2 separate regions of the Macaca mulatta genome follow, and region 1 is linked to region 2. The links are chromatin contacts, called in public Hi-C maps. All regions are on one chromosome and are shown on one strand. Each heading gives the region's core, a stretch centred on a gene start, on an enhancer-like site or on the middle of the called end of the contact. The rest is flanking DNA. Distances are from core to core; before and after follow the strand shown.

Region 1 (4,250 bases), core at 157-2,656, 60 kb before region 2:
ATTTTGCTTTGGAATATGCAATGTACTTTGCTTTTCTGATTTATAAGGCTACTCCCTCCTCTCCCAGGGTAAAGGAAAGTACAAAAGGAGAGAGCTTCACAGTACTCTGCCGACTAAAACATGATACCCTCTCTATCACTGCATTTAAAACTCATTTTATTTTTTTATTTCTCTCAAGTCTGGAGTTGAAAAATCAGCTCACTTGATCTTATCAAATCATCAAATAAAAGGTTCTAGAAATAGCTTCCTATTTGTGGAAAGCGCCAGAAGACACATAAAAATGGAAGAGAGCTCTTGAATCGTCTTTCCCAAAGCATTCTGTGCGTGATGAATGCAAGCAAAATCCTGGAAGGCTTTTCTCTGAATTTAAGGTACTTCCTAATGGGGCTGATTTGAAAGCTAATGTAAAATGCAATCAGAAAGCAGCCAGAAACAGTGACAGACCAACAGCAAAGTTCTAATACTTATTCCCTGGAGTTCACGCTGCATACACATATTCCGTGCACAGTCGCATTAGACACTGACTCTACAGGCTCACCTGTTTCAGGTTACACATGCTCCTCTCGGTCTGGTTGTCCTGGTTTGCCCACTCCACACATTCACAAATGACTCAAGTCTCACCTGCCCCCGGCCGTCCCAGCTCCTGACACCCCCGCGCCGGTTCGCACCGACGTGTCGGCGCACACACACACACCCGTACCCACGTGTCCGCACACACCCTCGCCTCCGGCCCCGCCCAGGAGGCGGACCCCGGAGAGGCGAGCCGGCCCGGCCTCCGCGAAGTGGGTGGTGCCGGGCCCCGCAGCCCCGCCGGCGCTGTCATCGCGGACGCCGTGCACCGCGTCCTCAGCGCAAACTCCTCGCGGCCGCCGAGGTTCCCCAAAATGCCAGGGCCTCGCCAGCTCCCATTTCAATTGAAAGCGTCCGCGCTCCTCACTGCACGGAGGTCCCTGGAACCCCAGAATTTAAATAAGGGCAGGGGTCAAGCATGGAGACTATCCTCCTTTTGACTTTCTGCGTCGCAATTCCTCCCGGGCGGCAGGGCGGCAGGGCGGCAGGGCTGCCGAGCGAGGGCGGGAGGCGCTCCCATTTTGAAGGCTTGTCTCGCCTTTCCCGGCGCGGGGCTCTCTGGCGGGAGGGCGAGCCCACTAGAACGCCAGGGAGGCGCACGCAGGGTCCTAAGGGCGCCGTGCCCCAACCTCCCCGCTCCCCAGCCCCAGGTCATCGCTGGAAGTGCCTGCAGCCGCTGCCGCCGGAGCCACGGGAGGAGCTGCAGCCGCCCCTCTGGGAGCCGCGCGCTGACGGCAGTGCCAGGCGGAACGCGGCCCCGGGCGACGGCAGCTCCGCCGTACCCTCCTCCCTGGAACCCCGGCCCCCGCCCTGCGCACCTCGGCAGCAGCCGAACCGCAGCTTGGGACTCCGACTGTCACAGCGCCTCTCGCCCGGCTCGGGGTTTCTCCGTTTTCGGCGTCACAATAATAAGGAAGTTTCCCCGCAAGCCTGCGGGCGGCGGAATGCGCTAGGTGAATGACTTCGCACCAGGCCAATGGGCGCCGCTCTGGGGAGGACCCGCACCAATGGCGGCCGCCGTGGTGCGGGCTGGAGGCGGGGCGGCGAGGTCCGAGGGCGGGAGGAGGGGAGAGGCCCAGGCCCCAGAACCAGGCGCAGGCGGCCCGAGGTGACAGGACTCTAGGGCCCGGCGCGGGGACAGCGGCACGGGTGTGTCAGCCGAGATCGGACTGCATGACATAGAGCGTTGGCGCTGAAAAAGATTGCTTTTCACTGGCGGGGAAGCGAACGGGACCGATCAGCGGTTGCCTTTTCAGGTTCTGGGCTCTGGTTTTTATTATTTATGCAGAGGTGACCGAAAGCCTTGGGCAGTGGGGGGAAGAAAGCTAGAGGGTGACAATTGAGGGAGAGTGCGCTAGTCTTCTGCTTTACTCCCCTTCGTAGGACTGTAGGAAGCGCGGCGCCGGCCGGCGGCGCTGCGCGGTGGGAGAGGCGGGGAAGGAGGTCCGCGGCAGCCGCCGGCGCCCTTCTGAAGAGGTGGGGATCGAAGACCGGCGCGGGGCTGCGGAAGAAAGGCGGGCTTGGGGGAGGCTGGAGGGTGGACGCGGGGGGAGCATAGCAAGAAGAGTCTCTGAGCACCAGTTCTTAAAATCTTGTAGTCTGAAAGACACCGATACCCAGTAACGGATTTTTTTAAAGTTTGTCCTCTTCCACTTTTCCCTAGCGCGCCGAATCCCAGAGCTTCCTCCTCCTCAAGGTCACTAGTGTTTTTATACTTGCCCTAGTCCTGATCTGATCCACAGCTAATCTTTTGCAGAAAACCTCAGAAAGCTGACTTCATGTGTCTGCCCCCTTTAAATGTGAAATGCAGAACACTGGCACAGTACCGCTTGAATCCAAAGGAATAGACTCTCCTAGTGGAAGAATTTCCATAACCTGGCATTTGAACCAGGAAGGCCTTTTGAGGACAGATTATTTCTAAGGACATTCAAATCACCTCAGGTCTGCAATCCCTTGTCCTGAGAACCTAACAGACCAAGTAGAAAAGAAAGTTTCAAGGAGTGGTATATCCTGGGGATGAGACGTTGTTGGCTGACTGACAGTGTTGAGCCCTCTGTGAAATAATGGAAATTGTCCAGTACACTGAGACAAGAAAGCTAAAAAAGCAGAATCTAAGTTATCACATCATCTAAGAAAAAATACAAACCTTTGAAATTTGGATCACACTGGACACCTTTAGAAACACTGGGAATGGCCAGGCATGGTGGCTCATGCCTGTAATCTCAGCGCTTTGGGAGGCCAAAGTGGGTGGATCACTTGAGGTCAGGAGTTCGAGACCAGCCTGGCCAACATGGTGAAACCTTGTCTCTACAAAAAAAAATACCAAAATTAGCCGAGCATGGTGGTGTGCGCCTGTAGTCCCAGCTACTCGGGAGGCTGAGGCAGGAGAATCGCTGGAACCTGGAAGGCAGAGGTTGCAGTAAACTGAAATTGAGCTACTGTACTTACTCCAACCTGGGCGACAGAGTGAAACCTTGTCACAAAAAGAAAAAAGAAACACTGGGGACAAGAGTAACACAATTCACCTATATTCCAGATACATGGCAGTTTCACAAAAGTTTAGTCTATTACAAAGATGCAATCCCAATTTAGAGATGCTGTTGGCAAAAAACTGGTGAAACGCCCAAAGAGGAGTCTGGTAGGAAGAGGAAGGAGTCCGGTACTTGCAAAGGAGAAAGTGAGAGATCCTATTGTTATGTGTCACATATGAGGTTTGTAATCAATCAGTGTTTGGGTTGGTATGTCTGGCCTGTGGCTCAAGTGTTTTTCTTTTTCTTTTCTTTTTTTTTTTTTTTTTTTGATACGGAGTCTCGCACTGTCTTCTGGGATGGAGTGCAATGGCGCGATCTCTGCTCACTGCAACATCCACCTTTTGGGCTTAAGCAATTCCCCCGCCTCAGCCTCCCGAGTAGCTGGGATTACGGGCACCCACCACCACACTCAGCTCATTTTTGTATTTTTAATAGAGGCAGGAATTCACCATGTTGGCCAGGCCGGTTTACTCCTGACCTCAAATGATCCTCCCACCTCGGCCTCCCAAAGTGCTGGGATTACAGGCGTGTGCCACCGCTCCGGCCAGCTCAAGTGTGTTTCATATGAAATTTCATCTTGAGGAAAAGGATGGTTATCAAGGACTCAAGCCTAGACCATGGGGTAGGAGCGATGTATAAATAACAAGTTAGGATACTGTAAGCTGCTTTTACCAAATAAATAGCCAAACCCTGGGAACTTACATAGAACTTACACAGAACATTAAAGATACCGCAGTACTTCAATTTATTTTTTTTTCACTGGGCCAACGTATAATGGCAATTTCCTTAGCAAATATGTCCCGCTTCAAAATGGCTTTAAATGGCTCCAGTATCAACAATAGCCTTAACAGCAGATATGTAAACTTTTGAAGAGGTCATGGTTTACTTTTTCTTTCCATTTCTATAGCCCTGTCTTCCATCCATTTCGTTCTGCATTCTCATATATTCTCTAACAAACATACTATATCCTGAGCACCTACAATAATGTCAGCTCCCGTGAATACATTGGTAAGCAAAACAGTACAGTCTTTGTTGCCATGAAAGGGGAGACAAACATTAACCAAATAATTGTACCAAGGAATGTATACTTGCTAACCTATATAAATTTTATAAAAGAAAAACATTCATGTTAAAAATAAAAGGCTTAAT
Region 2 (4,232 bases), core at 1,727-4,226:
GAGTTCCAGACCAGCCTGGGCAACATGAAACACCAGCTCTATAAAAAATACGAAAGTTAGCTGGGCATGGTGGCGTGCACCTGTGGTCCCAGCTACCCAGAGGCTGAAGTGCCAGGATTGCTTGAGCCTGGGAGGTCAAGGTTGCAGTGAGCCACGGCTGCACCACTGTACTCCATCCTGGGTGACACAGAGAGAATCTATCTCAAGAAAATAAAATAAAAATAAAAAATAAGTGTCATCAAATTAAGAAACAATTGACAAAACGAAAGTAAATCTTTGTAATCACAGAGAGAAAAAATCAAGCAGAGGTAAATGTTAATTCAAATAGTAAATGATGCCATCTAGTGGAAAATTTACTTTGACTCATTTCTTTGGATTACAGGTTCATAAATTTCAATCCCCCCAAATTTGGAATTGATGGGCTTTGTTAAAATACATAGTCCAGCCCCTCTTCTGCCTAGAGATTTCTAACTTCATGTGTGTGATAATCCAATAATTGTGTTTCAATAGTATCCATATTGGAAATTAGAAAAATTCCATTTCAGTTAAAAAGAGTGTCCCAGAAGTACCTTGTGCTTTCCCTTTTCATCAGAATGTTTACTAGTTTCACCATAATAAATAATTTTATTGCTAACAACGTTCTTTAGATGTGTTAGCCCCTGTACTGTTTTACTTGAATTGTTTTATTTAGTCTGTTCAAACACCATAAGTTACATACTATTATTATTGTATTTCACAAATGAGAAGGTTGAGGGGGGAACTTAAGTAGCTTCTCCAAGGTCACACAGGTATACTGTATCTGAGCTCAGAACCCATCAGGTTATTGTGCACAGGCCTATGTGACAGGAAAGGTCATAGCCATGTGAACAGTGAAAAGGGACTAACTTTTAAAAGCCCAGTTCCAGTCCCATGATCCTATACTATCATCTACATTTAGCTTAGTATACTACGGGCAGAAATGAATCGTGTTACTAAGGGCTATTTAGGGACATTTTGCTTTGATATGTTGCAACTTAATACGCACATGGTGACAGTCATACATTCAGATGTTCCTTAAATATTGGTTGTTGATTTCTGGTGTTATAAATTTGAGGATGTTTTCAATACTTTGCTGTTACTCTCTATTCTTCCCCTAAATAAAGTAAACGGAATTGCCTCAAACGCTCTATGTGCAGGCAAACTGAAACTAATTTATTTATAACTGGTTAGAAAACCCAGTTGATAGAGGCATGTCAGCCAAGCTAGCTGAGGCTTAAGCGTGGGTGCCTTCCCCTACCCAACAAGGGCCAAGGGTTGGGCCCACTCAGTGCTGGCAGAAGTCAAGTGCTGTTTCTCCTTAAGCAGAAACTTATCTTTCCTACAGTTCACCCCTTCCCTTGAGCCCAAATTATCAACTGACTTCAACTGAAAATTAATTCCTGCTACTGCCCTAGTCGGAAATAGTGTGAAGGTAACATAGGAACTTTACAGTAGTTTCCCTTGAGGGTAAGTCCTGGTAACTGCCCTATTCTCTAGTCCGTTAGTGACTGGGGGGGTAAGTCCTGATAACTGCCCTATACTCTAGTCCCTTAGTGACTCTAATAACCGACTATGAAAGATTTCTTTGTGGGGGAAGGAAGGTGTGGCAACCGGAGACTTTCATTATCTCTTAAATATCTATCCAGTAGAAGTGTTTCCTTTTTGGTATCCTACAAACTACATTAACCTTAGAAAATCTCCTGAGCATTAGTGAACAAAGAACATCAAAAAATTAACTTTTTTTTTTAAAAAACAGGATGGCCCAAAAAACAAATAGACAAAAAATTAGGATGAACGCATAAACATTTCTCAATTTATTTTTACATTGGAGTGGGAGAGAAATTTGAAAATATAAACATATTTTCGTATTCTTTCCTTCTAGCCCCAGGAACTCAAAGTGTGAAATGATAATGCCCAGAGATGCAAAAAAAAGTTCAGGTTGATATTCAGCAGAACGGAGGGAAAAAATGGATGACTAACAAGAAACTTTGAGTCTTCGGACATGGAAAAACTAGATGACATAAAAATAAAAATAGACAACATTAATAGAGCACTAATTTGTGCCAGGCACTTTTCTAAATGTTCTTCGAATGCACAATCACATTTATCCCCTACCTTGACAGAACAAGGTAGGTACAATTATTAATCTTATACAGATAAGTAAAATGAGCAGTTAAGTCACTTGCCGAAGTAATCCGGCTACTAAACTGTGGACAGGAAACCAAGCTGTCAGGCCCCAGAGCCCAAGTTCCCATCTACTACACTGTAAGAAAGAGATCTAACATGCATCACTTCCTCGGAGAGTCGGAAGCAAACCTGGGATACAAATTCACTGAATGGATCACCCATTTGACTAACAGACATCTGCCTGTTACACAGTTATTTAGGCCCTTTGCGGCCTCCAAGCTCATTGATAGAAGTAAATTAGTTGTGCTTTATTACGCAAATACTTCACAATGACTGGGTCTCAGGCAGGAAGAATTTATATATTTTGGAGGGTCAGAGGCCTAGACCATTCCTTCCAGGTTCTCACTTTTTTAAATGAGACAGAAAGAAGTCAAACAAGATTACAGAAACTAATGGTATAGTAAAGACGTACATGAAACAAATGAACGCTTTCAATACATCCATGGCAATACATTCAATACAATACATGACAGTGTGTTTGAAACTTCACTTGGAGGTAACCACGTAGGTCCAAGCCTAACTCCCTACAACTCTGAGATCTGGCCACTGGCTTCCTAGCATCTCTGCCACAGGCCCCGGTGAAAGCCCAGACACCTCGACTTAAACACTGATTTAGTTTGTAGTCTGGTAAGGCGGCGGGGCACCCACTAGAGGCCTCAGCCCTGGGGCTGTCCTACGGCCTGCAGATGACGTCCGTGGGAAAAGCAGTCGGAGCAGGAGCACCCTCGGAACCAAAGCGCCCGCCCCGCCTACTCACCGGCAGCGTTTCCCAGAGCACCAGGGGGCGGGGCCTGGTCGGCTGGCTTGTACTACCGCGGAGCGAGGAGCTCGGCCCCGGCTGGCGGAGGCGCAGTGAGGCCTGGTCTCCGGCTGCCAGACCATGCTGAGCGGAGCACGCGGCAGGCTCGCCTCAGCGCTGCGGGGAACTAGCGCAGCGCGGTCCGCGGTCGCCTGTAGGTGTCTGCACGCGTCGGGCTCGCGGCCTTTGGCCGACCGGAGCAACGAGACGGAGGAGCCGCCCCGCGCCTTGGATCCGGCGCTGCTGGAGTTCCTGGTGTGCCCGCTCTCCAAGAAGCCGCTCAGGTGACTCGCTGGTCTTGGCCCTTCCTTCGCAGCCTCCCGGTGGGCGGAAAGGGAGTGGTGGACCGCGGCCTGTCTCAGCCACTGGGGACTTGTAGGTCGGTGAATACTCTCCGCTGCCATATTCTGGACTCTGTCCCCGCCGGTGCATGCACCTCCCCCTGCGGCGGGCAGAACGGGGGAGACCGGAGGCCAGGGGAGCCGCGTCCCACATCTCCCAGAGCACATAGCCAGCCTGCCGGAATGGCTCGAAGCGTTTTAGGCTTCGCGACCGGCTGCTCTTTGCAATCACCCGGGGACCGTTTTAAAAATGCCGATTCCCCTGCAGCCCCCAAGACGGGCAGACTTGGAATGCTCGGGGGTTGGGACCTGAACATTTGTATTTTCTTTTTTTCCTTTTAAGAGACAGGGTGCCCCCCTACGTTGCCCAGACTGGCCTAGAACTCCCACCTCAGCCTCCTCAGGAGTCGGGAGACAGGCGCCGCCCCCACGCCCAGCTTATTTGTGTTCTTAAATGGTCCCTAAATGATTTCTAACGTACCAGCAGGTTCTTGAATTACTGCGATTCAGGACAAGTCCAAAGCCATCCGGTTTTTAAGCCAAGATAATGAAAAGTATTTTACCCTCCAGATTCTTGTGAAAGTGTCTTGTACAACTGGTGCCTGACAATCTTAAGCAATTCAGCTGTGTATGCTGCCTGGTGGCTCTTAGTTGTGGCCTAGCAGATTTCTTAGAAGCCTCTTTAACCTAGTTTTTGGGAAGACAGCTCTACAGTTTCCAAGCTCCCAAAAATGGAATATTGACAACACTAACGCTAGTATTACAAATCGCATAAACGAAACACCAAAACGTTGTCAGTGGTTATCTTTGAGTGGTAGATTACTAGCAATTTTTCATATTTCTTTTTTCCCATAATAAACATATTCAGTTTTCTCAAACCTTGAAAT

The links. Hi-C and Micro-C count contacts between places; a contact is called where the count stands out from the background.
Region 1: a contact with region 2 is called in a Hi-C map of liver, with 2.9 times the contacts expected there. The contact joins the promoter of HERC3 here to the promoter of PYURF in region 2. A contact is called at or near these places in 4 of 14 Hi-C or Micro-C datasets (blood, fetal cortex germinal zone, fibroblasts and 1 more).

Annotation. Positions count from the first base shown.
Region 1 is chr5:97,903,408-97,907,657 of T2T-MMU8v2.0, reverse strand. It overlaps HERC3 (HECT and RLD domain containing E3 ubiquitin protein ligase 3), which reads right to left and starts at 1,406. Exons shown (of 26, transcript NM_001261366.1): 1 at 1,389-1,406. LOC144329425 (a long non-coding RNA gene) reads left to right here and starts at 1,655. Exons shown (of 2, transcript XR_013417234.1): 1 at 1,655-1,826.
Region 2 is chr5:97,844,813-97,849,044 of T2T-MMU8v2.0, reverse strand. PYURF (PIGY upstream open reading frame) reads left to right here and starts at 2,976. Exons shown (of 2, transcript NM_001261568.1): 1 at 2,976-3,288. The coding sequence starts at 3,086. It overlaps PIGY (phosphatidylinositol glycan anchor biosynthesis class Y), which reads left to right and starts at 2,997. Exons shown (of 2, transcript NM_001265768.1): 1 at 2,997-3,288.